Linked DNA regions of Mus musculus: regions 1, 2, 4, 5 and 6 are each linked to region 3. Evidence: chromatin contacts called from public HiChIP or PLAC-seq, Micro-C and promoter capture Hi-C data. All regions are on one chromosome and are shown on one strand. The core of a region is the stretch at or near the end of the contact, and the rest is flanking DNA. Distances in the headings are between cores, read along the strand shown. Region 1 holds the start of Add1 (adducin 1 (alpha)). Region 2 holds the start of Htt (huntingtin). Region 3 holds the start of Nat8l (N-acetyltransferase 8-like). Region 4 holds the start of Slc5a1 (solute carrier family 5 (sodium/glucose cotransporter), member 1). Region 5 holds the start of Ctbp1 (C-terminal binding protein 1). Region 6 holds the start of Nkx1-1 (NK1 homeobox 1).

Region 1 (2,700 bases), core at 104-2,603, 580 kb before region 3:
CTTCCTCAAAAAACAACTTTACTATCAGGGTGTGGTGTCAACCTCAAGGTAATCCTAGAACTAGGGGCAGAGGCAGAAATTTTCAGTTCCAGACCATTCTGGGCTGCGAATTGACGAAGCATAGCAAAGTTTTAGAATTAAAATGTGATCCCTACGTCACTGGCTTTAATTAAAGACTGCGATTTTTAGAATCCCACCCGCATAAAACTCACCTCCGACCTGCAACCTCCTTCCTCTCTGGAGCCTGTTGAGTCCACCCACGACTCCCAGCTTGCTTGCAAAGGAGACATAGCGGATCCCTTAGCAATCTAGTTCCTATCCCGACTGAGATTTCAACCCACTTTTGACAAACACACAATCTCTCTGAAATTCTTGAGCAGTTATGCATAGACAGATTTTAGCTTTGTTCTTGGTCTTTGGGAGTTTAACAACGTTAGGCCTAAAATCATGGTCAAAACAACAGCAGTTTCAGGTGAACCAAAATATTTATTTTTAAGATGGGTGTGCATAAAACAAACACAACTCATCTACCAAATACCTTGAACCAGGAACTGAATTATAAAAACGAAGTGTTTTTAGGAAGAGGTCTGAACGATAAAACAGAGAGGAAAGGCAAGCCCCATCTCCAGGAAGTTCCACGACCACCTCATTACTACCATCCGTGGACAGAGCTGGCTTTTTTCTCTTGGGGCAGAAGGTGTCAGTTTTTAAAAGAGCCGACAAGCGGAACCCAGATGCACCTTTCCACAATCTCTGCAGTGACCAGCATTTGGAGCCACCATTAGCACAATGCTGACCCGGGAGGACCCCGAGGCCCACCAGGAAGCTCAGAGCCGAGCAAGCCGCTTCCACAGAGAACCCCGCGTCCGTCCGGGCCATCCTGGGAAGCGACGATGCAGTGTCCTCGCCCCCGCACTCGGAGGCAAGCACCTAGACCCCGGGCACCCCGCGCCGCAGCGACCTAGCCGCGCCCTCCTCAGCGCACCAGAGGCGCCCCAGAGGCCCCGGGCCCTGCCCAGCCCTGCCCTGCCCGCCCAGCACCGCCGCCCCTGCCCTACGCCCGCTGGGGGCCCCGGAGACCTCGCCGCGCTCCCGGGCCTCACCTCCGCGGAGAATCGGGGAGAGAGCACGGCTTCCCGGGTCCGAGTGCGGCCGCCGCCTCGCCTGCGGCTCGCGCTGGGCTCCGCCCCCTGGCTGCCGCGCACCCCCCGCCGCCTGCAGCAGCCCTCGTCCTCTCCCGCCCTCAACCCTCACCCCTCTACTCGCCCCCGCCGCCAAGCTGGGTGCGGCCTGCGGCGCTGCGGCCCAACAATGCACAGCCCCATTGGTCTGAACGCCCTACCGCCGTCCAGCACTACTCTCTGTTATTGGTCAATCTTAAGCAAGGGGCAGGCCCGGAGAAGGGCGGGGCCCTGGGAGGCGGAGAGAAGGGTAGACTCCGGCCTCCGGCTGAAGGCGGTGTCACAGTGGGATTAGGGGTCGCTTTGGCTGCGTCCGGGACGGCGGGCTGGTGCACCTGCTCACAGGAACGCTAGTTCTCCCACTGAGACGGTCAGACCCACAAACTGACTGCGAACGGACACGGTCTAGGTGCGCTTCAGGCGAGAAGATCAGTAGGCAGTTTGGGAGACTGGGCTGTCAATCAGGGTGGAGTCAGGACTGAGATGTCTGTGTGTGCTCTGATAAAGCTCCACAGACAGGAAGGGCCCGCCGGATGACAGTGGATTAACAAACACCGAGGCCTCTTCAGAGGCAGGGAATGAGGCTAGGTGAGGCCTTGGCAGAACCAGTCCACCTGGCAGCGACCTGGTAAACTAACCTAAGGATCAAGTCCCTACTGTCTCTCCTGTCAACTGAATCCTAAAAGACCCAAAGGAAACAAAGGGGTCCCGCTCCTGGTTCCCTTCAAACCATTAAAGGTTGAAGCCTCGAGCCTGGCTCAAGTGACAGAAGTGTGTATCCAAGCCTCTCCTCAGCCAGGCGTGGTGGCGCACGCCTTTAATCCCAGCACTTGGGAGGCAGAGGCAGGTGGATTCTGAGTTCGAGGCCAGCCTGGTCTACAAAGTGAGTTCCAGGACAGTCAGGGCTACATACACGGAGAAACCCTGTCTCAAAAAACAAAAACAAACCGATCCTCACAGCAAGAGCTCTGAGTTTGACCCCATAAGGGTCAGAGAGGTTGTGGATTCCAGTCAGTACCCTCTGTCCTAGGAACATTTGCCCTACATGTTGACTGTTCTCAGATGACTTTTCTGACATCCTCCAGCACCCAGCAACAAGTCTAATGCCAGTGAAAGTTTGCTGAAGAGAGAGAGTTTTCGATAATCAACTGTCATTCTCCATGATCCATCTGTTTTCTGCACTGGCCAGATAGGAGAGTTAAACGGAGATGTGGTGGGAACCACCACCCCTGCATCTTTCAAGTCCTTGATAGTGGCAGTAATTTCTGCAATTCCTCCAGGAATACGATACTGTTTTTGATTCACTATTTTCTTTGGCAGAGGCAACTCTAAAGGCTTCCATTTGGCCTTTCCAACCATAATAGCCCTCACTCTACAGTTCAGGGAACCAATATGAGAATTCTGCCAATTTCTGAGTATATCTATCCCAATTATACATTCTGGAACTGGGGAAATCACCACAGGATGTGTCCGGGGACCTATTGGACCTACTGTGAGTCGGACATCAGTCAAAACTCCA
Region 2 (2,700 bases), core at 6-2,505, 770 kb before region 3:
AAGAACTAAACAGGAACTTTTACTGGCACAAAGTCAGAGTCAGAGTGGCCTATGTTCTAAAACAAGCCTGTCTGCAACACTAGTAAAATTCATTCCCCGGTGAAAACTGAGCACCACCAATGTATCCGTTTTATATAGAACAAAAAATCGATAGGCAGTTAAGTATAAGTCGACTCTTTCATATATATGCACACATATAGTTTTTTATTAATAATCACACCTAAGTAACTCACCATGTACTTGACAAATACAACTCATCCAACTGCCTGCAGACACACAGAAGCACACCTCTCTGGCTATGCTTAAAACCTGGTTTAACTACACTACACCACAAACTAAATGAAACGCCAGGAGAGTACGAAGTGCCTCGAGTCACAGGCTGCTTCAAGTGTCACTTGGAAAAAGAATATCCCATTGGATGCGTTCACACTCCCCCGCCCTCAGCACTCCCGCCGAGACCTCCTAAAAGCATTATGTCATCCACTACCCGCACATCTCTCACGCTGTCCTGCACTCCCAGCTCTTAGGCCTGATGAGGAGGTAACCCTAGAGATCTCTGCCTCTCCAAGTTCTCTTCACAACAGTCATGTGCGCCACCGCCCCAGTTTCTCCAGAAGAGAGAAACAAGTTCGTTCCCTAACTTCGCAAACTGGGAACGGCGAAGGCACTGGAGTCGTGACGCCCCTCAGCGAGTCCCTGGCTGGCCTGACCCGGCTCTGTCTCCTCTGAGGGAGGCCAGAGACCCCGCAAGACGAGGGCCCGGGCCGGGAAAGCCTGGCCTCAGGGAGGTACCGCGACCCTCTGGACAGGGAACAGTGTTGGCCATGCCCAGCACGCAGGCCAGGGGCGCGGGGCCCGGGCGGGAGCTGCGGCGCCCGGACTCACGGTCGGTGCAGCGGTTCCTCTGCCGGACCTGGCAGCGGCGGTGGTGGCGGCGGCGGCTGCCCCTGAGGCGGCGGCTGAGGGGGTTGAGGCGGAGGCGGCGGCGGCGGTGGCGGCGGCGCCTGCGGCGGTGGCTGCTGCTGCTGTTGCTGCTGAAACGACTTGAGCGACTCGAAAGCCTTCATCAGCTTTTCCAGGGTTGCCATGACGGCTTCCTGCCCGATGGGACAGACCCTGAAGACTTGGAGCCTACTGGCACTACGCGGCGCCACTTAGCAGCAAGGCAATGAATGGGGCTCTGCGCGGCAGGCAGAAGCGGAACCAAGGCGCTCAGCCATCTTGGGCCCGTCCCGGCAACCCTCGCGGCGAGTGCGTCCCGTGACGTCATGCCGGCGGAGACGAGGCCACGCCAGACCCGCAGAATTGACAGGCGGATGCGTCGTCCTCTTTCCCGAAGTCAGGACGCAGGCCTGCGGGGCCTCTGCTAGTTTAAGACTCTCCGCCCCGCCGATGTGGCCCCGCCCCTTCCCGCAAAAGCCAGCCCCCCTTAGTGAAGAGGGCCAAGCAAGAGGATGAGGTGGGCGGGGCGGGCTGCTAGATGAGGGACGGAGCTGAGCGGAGAGTGGGCTTTAGGGCGGCTCCCTGGCACCAGCGATAGAAAAGAAGTGAGGAGGTGGGCAGAGGAGTTGGGGAGACCCGGAAGGAAGAAAAGGTTGGAAAGGGGAATGACAGCGAAGAAATTTTCCTGCGTAAAGCCACCCTACACCTGGAGTCACCGGGAAAGCGATTGTGGAGCTCGGAACCCGAAACCCAAAGCAGCTCTCTCTTCCACAAGCCAGGTGGTGGCCTGAGCTTCCCGAACGCAGCGTGCTGGGAGCTCCCTGCAATGAGAAGGGAACCAGAGTGACCTGTATTCAGGACCAAAGAACCCTTTATGATCCGTGGACCCCGAAGCCCCAGAAGTGTCTGCAGTAGAGAAGGCTGAGAAAGGGTTTCAAGCAGGCAGCGAAGGCTGAGAAAGGGTTTCAGGCAGGCAGCAGTAGTTACTGTCCAAAGAAAGGCTGTGTTTCATGCAACTTTGGTCACACACTCTACATTGAGACACGGACCCTGGAAAGTGCTGTGGCAACCAGCCAGGACCTACAAGGGGTCTCATTGCCACCAGCGCTGAAGTCCTTGTCTCTAGAGCCTCCATCTCCCAAAGGTGAGCAATTAAAGCAGGAAGCTGAAAATGGTGTGGATACACCCAAGCTGCCCCTGCAGTCTGCCCAGCAAAAAGTGTTGGCTTCAACCGGGCATGGTGGTGCATGCCTTTAATCACAGCACTTGTAGAATGCTTTTTGAGTAGCATGCACGAAGCTCTGAGTTCAATCCCTGCATTTTATAAACCAGGGGTGGTAATCATGTACTCTGCAGGTAGAACGAGGATCAGGAGTTCCAGGTTTTCCTTGGCTTCATAGTGAATTCAAGTCAGCATGGGCTGTATCAGAACTTGTCTCAAAAGAAAAAGGAAAAGGAAAAAGCCAAGCAGTGATAGAACACACCTTTAATCTCAGCAGTCTGGAGGCAGAGGCAGGCAGATCTCTGAGTTATAGGTCAGCCTGTTCTACAAAGTGAGTTCCAGGACAGCCAGAGCTACATAGAAACCCTGTCTCAAACAAACAAACAAAACCGTTCCGGCTTCAGAAAAAGCTGTCTGGAGGTGATCCATGCAGTGAGAAACCCAATGAAGCTTCAGGCTACCTGTAAGAATCAAATGCCCTATTCCATGGCCATAAGGCACTCCATTTTCTCGAAATGGCCAAGTATACAGAAACC
Region 3 (2,700 bases), core at 141-2,640:
AGCGTACCGACGCGGCACCGGGGCTCCGAGATGGGAACCCAGAAGGAAGGCAAAGAGAGTCAAGCGCGACGGTCCCCGGAGGGGTCCGCTGGACCCGCTGGAGCCGGGCCGGTGCGGGACTGCCGCAGCCCCGCCGGCCCCCCGCCCCCCGCGGCGCACTGACCGGCCAGCAGGGCGTAGAGCAGTTGGGTGCGCGGGTGCTGCCGCAGGCCGCGGAAAGCCGTGTTGGGGATGCGCTCCAAGATGCCGTCGTAGAAGATGCGGCGCGCCGCCTCCTGCTCGGCTGCGCGGAACTCGCGGATGCACACGCCGCGCCCCTCCGGCGGCCCCGCGCCCCCGGTGCCTCCGTGGGGCTGGGGACCTGCCGCGGGTGGGGGTGCGGCGGCCGGCCCGGGCGCGGCGGGCAGCGGGGGCCACATGGCTCCGGCGGCGACGAGCAGCGCGTCCTTCTTGGCCCCCGGCAGTGCCTCATGGTCCTCCGTAGCCACGATCTTCGTCTCGCAGACCATGTCGGGAGGCCCACAATGCATGCACCCGGCCGGGCGGCGCAGCGCGAGGACGCGAGCCGGCGGCAGCGGGCAGAGCCCGAGCCCAGGGCAAGGGCGCGGCGCCCTCGGACCCGCGGCGGCAGCGGCGGCGGCAGCGGCTCAGGGGCGCAGGGCGGAGGCGGCGGGCGGCCGGGGCGCGCGCAGGGAGCTGCGCCGCATTTTGGAGAAGTATTTATAATGCAGCGGCGCCGGTGCAGTCGCGGCGCCCGGGGTCCCGCAGGGTCCTAGCGTCCACTGCATTGGCTGCCGAGGGTCACCATGTGATCTCGGGGGTGGGAGCAGACGCCGCCTCTGCGCCCGCCCGATGGCACACTTGGGCTGCGTGGCTGGCGGACCGCGGGAGCACGGAGGGGCCGAACGGAGAGCGTGCGAGGAAGTGGTCCTCAGTGAACGACAGCAGGGACAGGGTGCTCAGAGAGGCGCTGCGTAAGGGGCTTGAGGCTCGCCAGGAGGTCGGAGAGTGATGGACGCCTCCTACCCCGCCCCTGAGCTCCCGCAAAGCTGCCGCTGCGCTCGGACCTGCGTTCCTGCAGCAAAGCGTCCTCTTCTTCCGCGGCCGCTGGCAGTAATCACGGAAGTGTCTCCATCTCCCACCCCTTTGTCTGTACGCGGCGCCCGGCCGAAGTCCTCGTGAGGGGCCCCGTGTTCCTTTGGCAGGCGCCCTCCGAGCCCGCGGCCGGGGCCGAACGGACTGAGAGAGTGAGGACGCGGCTGAAATGTGGTTTGATGCACGCGCTGCCTGACAGCCGAACCCCACCCCACTCCAATCTGACACCCGACCGTTCCCGGCAGCGGACCTGCGGAATTGCAGGACCCCTCCCGGCTCGGCCCCCGCCTTCCGCGGTCCGCGCATGCGCCCCGTGGCCTTGGTGCAGGTGCAGCGGGGGCTCGCTTCAGAGCCGCGGTCTCACAGTCCCCCGGAGCAAGACGTGCAGACGCAGCAGACAGGGCGCGCATGGAGTGGGGAATGCGTAGTGGCATATCCACTTTCCTAGGTCACGGGAATGGGCACCCCCAAAGCCGAATCATCCTCGTGCTCGCGGAGACCCTCTCCGGGCCGGAGGACCCTCAGTCTGCGTTATGCCGCACCATTGTTGGAGCCAGCAGAACGGCTAAGGTCACCTAGAGACTGAAGGGGCCTGTCTCGCAAATGGAACCTGGGAGTAGGGTAATCAAACAGCCAGGGTTGTCAGCACAAGGGGACTGAGAAGGAGAGGGTCAGGCTAGAGAGGATTTTCCTCACTGTTTTCGAGACACGGGGGCGGGGGAGTGGGACTTATCTGGGTCCCAGAGGCGACCTTCCTGGACACTGATGCTAAATCTCTCAATATTTCAAAGGAACTCACTGATAGTATCTGAACAGGCCGGGGCACCGACTAGCCACATTGACTTCTCCTGAGTCCCGAGGTTGGCTGGGTGGTCTGCAGGACCAGTGCCGGCCTGTAAGGGCTGAGGACAGTCAGGCAGAAGGGCCCCGAGGAAAGTGAGGCTGAGCATTGAGGACCCATCTGGTGGAGCCAAGAAGTTCTGACTCAGGACCCTAGGTTTGCGGGTCACTGAAGCCTGTAAGCCTTAGAAGCAACAAAATGGTCCGGTGCCTATAGGGTATCTCTCCACACCCCTGACCAGAGTTGCTCCTTCGTCTTTCTGCACCTCCGGGCCTAGGGGATTTGCAAGACTCACATCAGCGCGACCAGAATCCCCCTCAGTTCTGCAGAGCACCCATTCCCTGGTCTGCCTAACCATTCCTTCCATTGCCCCGGTCCTCCTATAATCATTTGCCCACCCCGCCCCCGCCCCCATGGCCATGATGGTGGCCTGCGCTATAACCAACACATCGGAACCGTCTGAAAGCGTGAAGGGGCCAAGACTGGAGCCCAGGGTCTTGGAGACTTAAAGATACTACCCTAGGAGTTGCGCAGACAGCAGGACAATCCATGGCCCTGTTTAGCCCTGTTCCTCCTTCCTGTCGTGGGGCGCCCTCTGCCGTTCTCCCTTAGGCCATTCCTGGGTGGCATCAAGGTCCTCTTTAATAAAGCAGCAGCCTAGAGCCACTCTACCTCTCCCGAGCTCCCCACGATGGCTTACACACTCCTCTGCCTGGGTGTGTAGGAAGACTCAGGAGACCCAGCTTGGCTTCCTCACATCCTGC
Region 4 (2,700 bases), core at 102-2,601, 890 kb after region 3:
GAGGCTGTGGGAGGTTCACTCTGCATCATTTAGTTCAACCACAGGAGAGCAGTAGTCGAGGTGCCTATGCTAGACACTTGCTACTGTTAAGGAAGCCAGGTATACTGATGAAGCGTCCACCCCACAGGTCCCATGCAAGTGACACTTGGGGAGCCTTTCTGTTATGTGTGATTTATACAATTCTTTTTGAAAATAAAAGAAAAAAATCCATGTTTCCTTTTACTCCCTGATGGAGCTCTGTTAGTGAAAGGGTTAATGCCTGCCATCCTTTCCTAACTCCAGCTTCTTCCACACTTCAACCTTTAGAGGTAACTAAAATGCTTGCACACTTTGCCCAGCTGTTAGGTGTGCCAGCATCATAAATGAACTTTCCAAGTTCCAGGCTTTGAAGAACAAGTTTCTCTGGTTTGGTGTGTCCCAGAGTCCCAAGAGGAGAGATATATATACTTCCCTCTTCCTGAGACCAGTTCACTCTCCGTTCACCTGCTCCTTCCTCATCTCTAACCCCAGATGGCCTCTTTAATTCCACCATGCAAGACCTCTGGATTACCCTTCCCCAGAAGGGGGCATTGGTCAGCCATAGGCTGCCCCAAGCACCTGCAGTCTGCAGAGGTGATGACTTCCTGGCTCTCAGCTGTTGCTTTCCCATTGGAAAGTGGATAATTAAGAGGTCAGACAATGCTGCTCCAAGTTGCCTTTCCTGTCCCTCACATTCTATTCTAGTCTCTGTGACCCTCTACTTCCCCCCTCAGCCCAGGATCTTCCAGGGCCTTTCTGACAGGCTCCCTTCGGCATCCTCTACCTTCCTACCTACAGGCCTCCTGTGTCCTGAACTCTTCCCCAGCGTTCCCGGGATATCTCCACTGTAAGCCCATCCTGCCCCTTTGTGGCTCAGGGAAACCATGGCATTTTTGTGTGTCCTCTCATGCCACACAGTCGCCCTGGCCTCTCTAGCCCGTGCCCAGGACCCGCACATACCCACAGCCCGACAGCCATCACCACCACGAAGTAGATGACGATGACTGAGATGTCAGCCGCATTGCGAATGCGCTCGTAGGACGGGATGGGTGCATCGGTGGCAGTAACCGCGGGGCTCAAGGTGCTACTGTCCATGGCGGTGGCGACGAGTCCCTCTCGGCTCACAGGCTCACCGGGGCCACTCACTCCTTATACTGCTTTTGAGTTAATGATCAGCCCCGAGGGAGGGGACCCGCGACAGTGGGGCTGCGCGGCAGGAACGCTGGGCCCCTGTGCTGCTGCGCTGCACCGCACCGTCGGGAAGCAGCTCCTAGGTGTGCAGTGCCTTAAGAAGACCGAGCAAAGCTCAAGAGAGTCTGCGGGCGCCTGGGCGCCTGGCCGGCAGGTAAAGTCTGTTCTGTGAGCAGGGAGGGGCCTGCTAAGGGGTGGTGACTGCCTGGCACAAAAGTCCTCTGTGTTCCTGCAGTGGGCACCTCGAACAGTTGCCACGCCTGGTCTGCCACGGAGTCCCACGTGAGGCAGAAAAGGAGTTGCTACACAGAGGGACCAGAGGCACCTGGAGCCAAGCATCTATAGGCTGGGGCCCATCTGCGGCAGGTGCTTTTGAAGCAGACCTGGCATCTTTGTGGACTGCCGTCTCTGTGAAAGAGGAGTGCAGGACTTCTCAGAGAACTCAGCCAAGTTCTTGGTCTCCTGGAGAAATGGTCAGGAGGATGAGACTGCTGGACGGTGCTGGGAGAAAGTCAGTACAAATCTCTTGACCACCAGCATCACAGACACCCATTCCCGAACCTCTACAGCATTAGACCCTAGAAACAGTGCAGTTCCCCCCGTAAGAGCAATTGCGGGAGCTACCCACTGCGGGAGCTACCCACTGAGGGAGCACAGAAAGAACAACAACCACCTGCAGCCTGGGAGAAGGGGTCCCACTACTGCCATTCCTTTGTCCTGTGTCTTCACTGAAATGATTCAACCAACCGTGGATGGAAAGAGTTTTGTACTGAACTGGTACCGACTATTTCCCTTGTGATTCTCTAAACAATACAGTATGGTGATGTTTCATAGCTTGCATGCCGTGGTGTTACAAGTAACCTAGAAATGATTTAAAGCACATGAGAAGACATGTGGGTTGTATGTGTGTATATATATATATAATTATGCCATTGTATGTAAAAGACTTGAATTTCAATATTAACCGGATCCTGGAACCAAGCCCCCTCAAAGAGCAAGAGACAACTTGTAATGTGCTCCGAAACCAGTTTAAAGTGTGAGAGGTATCTAGTTGCAGTAGCACACCCCTGTGATCCCAGTGCTCAGGAGACAGAAGAGACAAGGCGATCCTGACCGGAGACTGGGCTATGTATATATAGTAAGACCCTGAATCAAAAAAGTGAAGTGGAGCACACAGCCGAGAAGATGCCAAAGACTCTCTGCCAAGGAGCTCATCACACCCTGGGCATTCAGACAGGTACCTGAACCAGAAGCCCAGGCTCAGAACAAAAATGACTAACAGAGAAAGCATGACTGACCCACAGTCACACAGTGAGCCAACAGCAGCGCTGGCCCTGCAGCCTCGGCCCGTGCAGAGCGTCCGCCCTTCAGGACTTGAAGAAACCCAGTCCCAGACTAGCTTTAGAGAAGAAGCACGGAGCGCCTGCAACACCCCTAGCCTACCTTCCTCCCCTTGAGCTTTTCCTCCAACACTGCCTCAGGCTCCAAGGC
Region 5 (2,700 bases), core at 16-2,515, 720 kb after region 3:
TCCCCAATACCCACACCCCCCCCACTCTCCTACCCACCCACTCCCCCTTTTTGGCCCTGGCGTTCCCCTGTACTGGGGCATATAAAGTTTGCAAGTCCAATGTGCCTCTTTCAAGTGATGGCCTATTAGGCCATCTTTTGAGCCCTAAGGGTTTTTATACAAGCCCTGATATAATCCCTCACAAGGATGGAGTGATGTGGTGGTCCTAGTCACAATGTGCAAGAAAAAGTGGGAATTTGGGCAGCCTGAGAAGGAATAGGAGGTGTCACTCTGCCATGGAGTTGCTATGTTAGGATGGAACAACTGGGAGGAGCCCTTTGGATGGATCTGTAGGGAGTCACCTGCAGCTCGAGAAAACTGGAACAGACCAGGAGAGACAGTCCAGGATAGGGGTGGGGATTAAGGGAAAGTGTACATCTGCTGGCTTTCCCCCCTAGCCCTCAGTCTATTTAGGAAATACTGTAGCAGGTTTGAGACTCCACCTGTTAGATCTTTTTCTCCATCCATGTCTGCCAATAGATGGAATTGGAAGGTATTTTCAAAGCATTTTTTCTGTAAACAGATGCCCAGGCCCTTGTCATCCCTCATTGATACTGCCCACCTTTCTCAAAGATTTGATTTTCAAAACTCGTAACCATATGGCCTTCAGCATCCTTCAGTTTGGACTGTTCCCGTGATGTTATTATTATTATTATTATTAATTATTATTATTATTTTATTTTATTTTATTTTTTTTTATTTTTATTTTTTTTAACAGCTAAGCGGTATCCCTCGCTACGCCTGTCTGACAGTCCCACCAACAGTCAGTCGCTTACTCTGGGGTGGCCAGCGGGCATCTGTCCCTGCGCACAGATCACTTTCCCTGGCTGGGGCGCTGTCCAGCTCCTGGGTCCTGGGTCCGCGGCCCCAGCTCTAGCGCACAAGGGGCCGAGTGAACCGCTCTCGCTGTCCTCTTGAGGCCCCGGCGACTAGACTGGTAGCGCCCCACGCGGATGGGCTGCTTCACCACTCAGGCTCCGGCCCAGGTCACCGCGCCAAGGAGTGGCAGGGGCGCAGTCCGGGGTACGCGCAGGGGAGGGGAGGCCGGGGGCGGGTACAGCTGGGGGCGTGTCCAGGAAGGGAATCCAGCCTGGGAGGGGCGCTGGGGGTGGGGGCCGAGCGTCGGGCCGGCGGGCAGCTGGGCCCCTGAGCCGCCCGCGTACGTCCAGCGCGCCGCCTTGCCTGCAAACAGCAGACCAACCGAGGCCACGCCCGCGCGCGCGCGCCGCGTGTCCCCGCCCGCTCGTCGGTCGGAGCGCGGCTGGCGGCGCGGTGGCGGCTCGGCACGGCGGTGGCCGGGCGCAGGCGGCCGGGCGGAGTAGCAGACTGCGCCGAAGCCGCCCCAGGCGCAGGGCTCGCGGCGGCGGAGAGCGCCGGACTCATCGGGGCCCGCGGCCACCCGCACCTTTCAATGGGCAGCTCCCACTTGCTCAACAAGGGCCTGCCGCTGGGTAAGGCCGCGCGCGCGCATTTCCGGCTGCGGGCGGGGGGTGGAGGGGCGGGGGCGGGGCGGCCGGGCGCGCGCGGCGCTGGCTTTGTGTGCGAGTGCGCGTGCGCGCTCGCTGCGCGCGCGCCTGGTTGGGGGGGAGAAACCCAGGAGGCCAACGGGTGATGCGCATGCGCGAACTGCTGCACGCGCGTGCGCGTCCCTATTTTCCGATGCCCGCTCGCGACCCGCGCAGGTGACAAAGGGGCCTGTGGTGGTGCGACCCAGACTGTGACCGAGCCGGGCCTGTCTTCCTGGCCCGGGGTCCCGCGAGGATCCTTCTCGTGGACACCCAGCCGGGACCTAGGTGTTCCCGGAGTGACGAGCCTGCGGATTCCGCATGGGCCTCGGGTCGGCAGATCCGGGAGCGGGTAGTCTCTAGAGGTGGCGCTGAGGGAACATGGGTGGCCTACATGCCTATCACCCCTCTGGTCGACTTAGTGATGCTCAGCTTGGCACCTGGATTTGGACCACTTACGTTTTTTTTTATTCATTTATGAAAGTCCTTAAGCCACAGGGGTCCTGCCTGTGGAGGGCAGTCCTTCCTTGGCTGCGTTCCCTGGCCGCGTAGCCTGGCGCACGCGCAGCGAAGACGACCCCACCTTCGGGCGGGGCAGCCGAGAGGTTTCGGATTAGGGAGGAGCCTTTTGCCCACCGTCCAAGTGCCCTACAGTGTCCCTCTCTTTGGCGCTTCCACTTTAATGACCACACGGCTTGACCCCCAGCTCTGTTCTCACAAGGGCACTGCCTTCTTCCTTATAGCCTGAAAGCTGGCAGGGGATGAATCCTCGCAGCGTGTGCTGCCAGCAGGAAATAAGGAACTGTAGGCAGGAGGGAAAAAGGGAGGCGCCCTGTGATGGCCCACTATACCTCTTATCACACAAGGCCATTTTGCAGATCCTGTCAGTTTGTTTCAGGGTGTGGCGGGGTAAGGCCCTCCAGGCCTGCCTTCATCCTGGACTGGTGGTGGGTACTCCTCCCCTACACTGCACCTCTTCAGAGCTGAACTCCCTGGAGGCTCATGTGTATACACACACACACACACACACACACACACACACTTTTGTAGGAAGAGGCTCTGCACCCAAACCAGCAGGGTTATAGTCCAAATTTCCCATGGGGTAGGGAGGGCAGGCCCAGCCCATTGCCTTCCAGAAATCAGCAGGACAGCCTTG
Region 6 (2,769 bases), core at 148-2,647, 560 kb after region 3:
AGTGGGAGGAGGAATGCATACCCGCTGGAGCACACGTCGTAGGCGCACACACTCACACTCTGGGCACGCCAGTTCCATCGCCGGGTCCCACCTGGGTCCTTCAGAGGCGGGTCAGCTCATTGGCCTGAGCGAGAGGAGGAGGAAAACTAGGAAGCGAAGCATCGGCTACCTGACCCTCATCCTCCAAAGCCGGGCTCGACCTTCCGAGGTCGTCCGCCGAGACTGTCCTGTAAATCTCCAGACTGGACAAGACGGTGCACAAACGCTCAGGCCTCAAACGGCCCTTCTGATTTGTTAGGGATGGGGAAGAGGACAGTTTCCGTATTATTTCTGGAAGAAACACATATTTTCCCGTTACATGAAGGGTATCGATCTTTATGTAGGCCACCTGCTATTTGTGCGATTTTTCGGTCACCCTTTGGGGGGGGGGCGGGGACTAGGACGGCCGTCTAGCCCTACTCATTTCGATTCCACTTCTAATGAGCGTCACTCGCGGGCGCCAGCCCCGCCTCTTGCGGGGGATTTCGAGTCGTCCCTAATTTGATCCAGCCAAGGGGGCGGGAGTCAAAGCCAGTGAGGATGGAGGGACAGAGATTCTGACCAGATTGCTCCAGACGCGGAAAAACAGCAATCGAGGGCAGCGGAAACCGAAACTCTGGGAACACGCCCCACAAGGGGCTGAAGACCCTGGAGAGACTCAGAACCCGCAAGAACCCCTCTCTCCCTTTCCGTCCTAGCAGCGGAAGGCGCGAGAGCCCCTGGTGCCAGGATAGCCCAGAACCCCGCGTGCCACGGCAGCAGGAGAGACCTGCCTTAGCGGTACCCTGAGCTGGGATGTCCAGGCCAACTCGGGGCGCGTGGGTTCCCACGTCCTGGGGCCTCTGCAGCCCTCCACAGCCAACTGATCCCGCAATTATTTAAAAGGCGACTGTCTCCTCCCCCTTCGCCAAGGAGGCGGGCACGCAGTTTCCAGCCCCGCGGAGGCGCAGCGGCACGGTGCTGAGCACCCCAGCCTCCAGTGGACTGTGCTCTGGCTCCGGGCAGGGCGTCTGTCTGTCCGTCTCTGCGGCTCAGTCCGTGAGTCCCGTACCGGGCCCGCCTACTCCGCTTGGGACCGTTCGCAGCCAATTAGGCGTGAGCGCTAACGAGGGAAGCGGAACCCTGCGGCCGCCTGCGGGCGCACGTGTGTGCGGCGTGTGGGCGCGTGGGCGCCTCCGGCGGGGCCGCCATAAATGCACTGGCCCGGCGCGGCGGGCGCCTGAAGCGGTGGCGGAGGCAAGGCCAGGCAGCACCAGCAGAGCGGGAACAGCTGGGCTGAGGCTGATTTTGCGGGGCGCAGGGATGGGATCCCAGTAGGTAGCGGGGGCCCGAGCCGCCTGAGCGGCCCGAGGCCCGCATGAGTACCAGCGGCCCGGCGGCACCCGGGGACGTCCCCGCGCTGCCACCGCCACCGCCCGGGCCCGGCTCGGGGCCCGCACCGCCGGCTCCTGCGGCTACAGCTCGGGACACTATGGACGGACGAGCTGAGCTGCCCATCTTTCCCCGGGCTGGAGTGCCACCGCTCGCGGCCAGCGACACTGTTCCCGCGGTGCCAGAGGGGGCTGGAGCGGCCCGGCCCGCCGCGCCCCCGCGCCCCACCTCCTTCTCCGTGTTGGACATCCTAGATCCCAACAAGTTCAACAGTAGGAGACGCCGCTGCGTGCTACTGGGCCCTGTGGTGCCCGCTACGTGTGCCCCATGCGCCCCGGCCGCGTGCGTCGCGGTCCCCGCTGCCTCCGGACGTTCGCCGCGCGCAGAGCTAGAACGCCGAGCCCTCTCCGCCGCCACAGGAGTCGCAGCGGCCGCGGGAGCTGAGCCTACAAGTGAGTATAAGGGGTTGGTGATAGGGGCGAGGACACCGACTGCTCCGGAATGTTTATGCTCCCGGCGAGCTGGGCCTGACCCAAGCGCCGCCGGGCTCTGTGGAAAGTTCGCAGAGCGCGGGGTCCGCCCCAAGCATCCGTGGCCTCCTCCCGACCCGGACTCTAGGGCCCTCACTGCTGCACGCTTCTGGAAAGGTTCTGTTGGGCCAAATCTGGGGCCTTGGGGTTGCGACTACGGTCCAGGATTCATCTAGTCAATCTTTGGTGTTGGAGGGTAGTTGGTGCTGGAGGCAAAGGGACATGCGGCGACTGACTTGGTGACTTACCCACCCCCACCGTGGCCTTCCCGGCCCTCCCCCTTTGGACAAATCAGACTAATTGTGACAAAACGCTGGTTATCTCTGGAAAAACAATTAAATCCCTTCGATTACAGTTAAAGGGAAATGTGCTTAGCGGCGGAAAGCGGCCGGTAATGGGGCGGCCCGCGCCCCCTTTGCGGTCGATATCCCATTACGGCGCATGCATATCTCTTTCAAGCACCTTGCAAACTCCCCCCGAACATCTAAATTATAGGGTCAAAATTCGGATAATTACTCGATTAAAACCTATTACACTTATTAGGGGCCGCTATTGATCGCGAATTGCATTCGACCAGCTCCTGATTGCTTTTTGTGCCCCTCCCCCGTCCTCCTCTAACTTCTTGGCCCCTGCGCCTCTCATGGACCAGAACGCTCAGGGAGAACTGGACTGGGGCCGCCAGCTCTACCAACGCGGTTGCATTGACCTTCCGTTCCTAGAGAGAGGAAGGGCAGGCCATGCAGGCTGCAGTTGGACCCCTCTCTCCGCCAAGGGGTTGGTCTACGAGGAACTCGCGGCTGCCTGCTGGAGCTGTGTAGGGAGGGAGCGA

What was found. Promoter capture Hi-C pulls out the DNA fragments that hold promoters and counts their contacts. A called contact is a pair of places that touch in the nucleus more often than the background predicts. HiChIP or PLAC-seq counts read pairs in DNA pulled down with a chosen protein or histone mark.
Region 1: a contact with region 3 is called in an H3K4me3 HiChIP or PLAC-seq map of embryonic forebrain, with 4 times the contacts expected there. The contact joins the promoter of Add1 here to the promoter of Nat8l in region 3. A contact is called at or near these places in 1 of 484 Hi-C or Micro-C datasets (cortical neurons), 5 of 115 datasets of contacts at active chromatin or transcription factors (VIP interneurons, astrocytes, embryonic forebrain and 2 more) and 1 of 9 other capture datasets (adipose tissue).
Region 2: a contact with region 3 is called in a Micro-C map of embryonic stem cells, with 4 times the contacts expected there. The contact joins the promoter of Htt here to the promoter of Nat8l in region 3. A contact is called at or near these places in 3 of 39 promoter capture datasets (the 3T3-L1 cell line, cranial neural crest and hippocampal neurons), 1 of 484 Hi-C or Micro-C datasets (embryonic stem cells), 3 of 115 datasets of contacts at active chromatin or transcription factors (astrocytes, embryonic stem cells and pancreatic cancer cells) and 1 of 9 other capture datasets (embryonic stem cells).
Region 4: a contact with region 3 is called in a promoter capture Hi-C map of embryonic stem cells, with 6 times the contacts expected there. The contact joins the promoter of Slc5a1 here to the promoter of Nat8l in region 3. A contact is called at or near these places in 2 of 39 promoter capture datasets (embryonic stem cells and liver).
Region 5: a Micro-C map of embryonic stem cells shows a contact between it and region 3, with 6 times the contacts expected there. The contact joins the promoter of Ctbp1 here to the promoter of Nat8l in region 3. A contact is called at or near these places in 1 of 39 promoter capture datasets (liver) and 1 of 484 Hi-C or Micro-C datasets (embryonic stem cells).
Region 6: a Micro-C map of embryonic stem cells shows a contact between it and region 3, with 2.2 times the contacts expected there. The contact joins the promoter of Nkx1-1 here to the promoter of Nat8l in region 3. A contact is called at or near these places in 5 of 39 promoter capture datasets (embryonic stem cells, hematopoietic stem and progenitor cells and liver), 7 of 484 Hi-C or Micro-C datasets (all in embryonic stem cells) and 3 of 115 datasets of contacts at active chromatin or transcription factors (all in embryonic stem cells).

What each region holds. Positions count from the first base shown.
Region 1 is chr5:34,572,317-34,575,016 of GRCm38.p6, reverse strand. It overlaps Add1 (adducin 1 (alpha)), which reads right to left and starts at 1,353. Exons shown (of 16, transcript NM_001331082.1): 1 at 1,104-1,353. It overlaps Mir7036b (microRNA 7036b), which reads right to left and starts at 866; the gene lies at 804-866.
Region 2 is chr5:34,760,295-34,762,994 of GRCm38.p6, reverse strand. It overlaps Htt (huntingtin), which reads right to left and starts at 1,255. Exons shown (of 67, transcript NM_010414.3): 1 at 886-1,255. The coding sequence starts at 1,088.
Region 3 is chr5:33,994,674-33,997,373 of GRCm38.p6, reverse strand. It overlaps Nat8l (N-acetyltransferase 8-like), which reads right to left and starts at 1,390. Exons shown (of 3, transcript NM_001001985.3): 1 at 164-1,390. The coding sequence starts at 530.
Region 4 is chr5:33,102,870-33,105,569 of GRCm38.p6, reverse strand. It overlaps Slc5a1 (solute carrier family 5 (sodium/glucose cotransporter), member 1), which reads right to left and starts at 1,351. Exons shown (of 15, transcript NM_019810.4): 1 at 979-1,351. The coding sequence starts at 1,113.
Region 5 is chr5:33,273,569-33,276,268 of GRCm38.p6, reverse strand. It overlaps Ctbp1 (C-terminal binding protein 1), which reads left to right and starts at 1,265. Exons shown (of 10, transcript NM_001198861.1): 1 at 1,265-1,490.
Region 6 is chr5:33,432,718-33,435,486 of GRCm38.p6, reverse strand. It overlaps Nkx1-1 (NK1 homeobox 1), which reads left to right and starts at 1,397. Exons shown (of 2, transcript NM_011320.1): 1 at 1,397-1,862. The coding sequence starts at 1,397.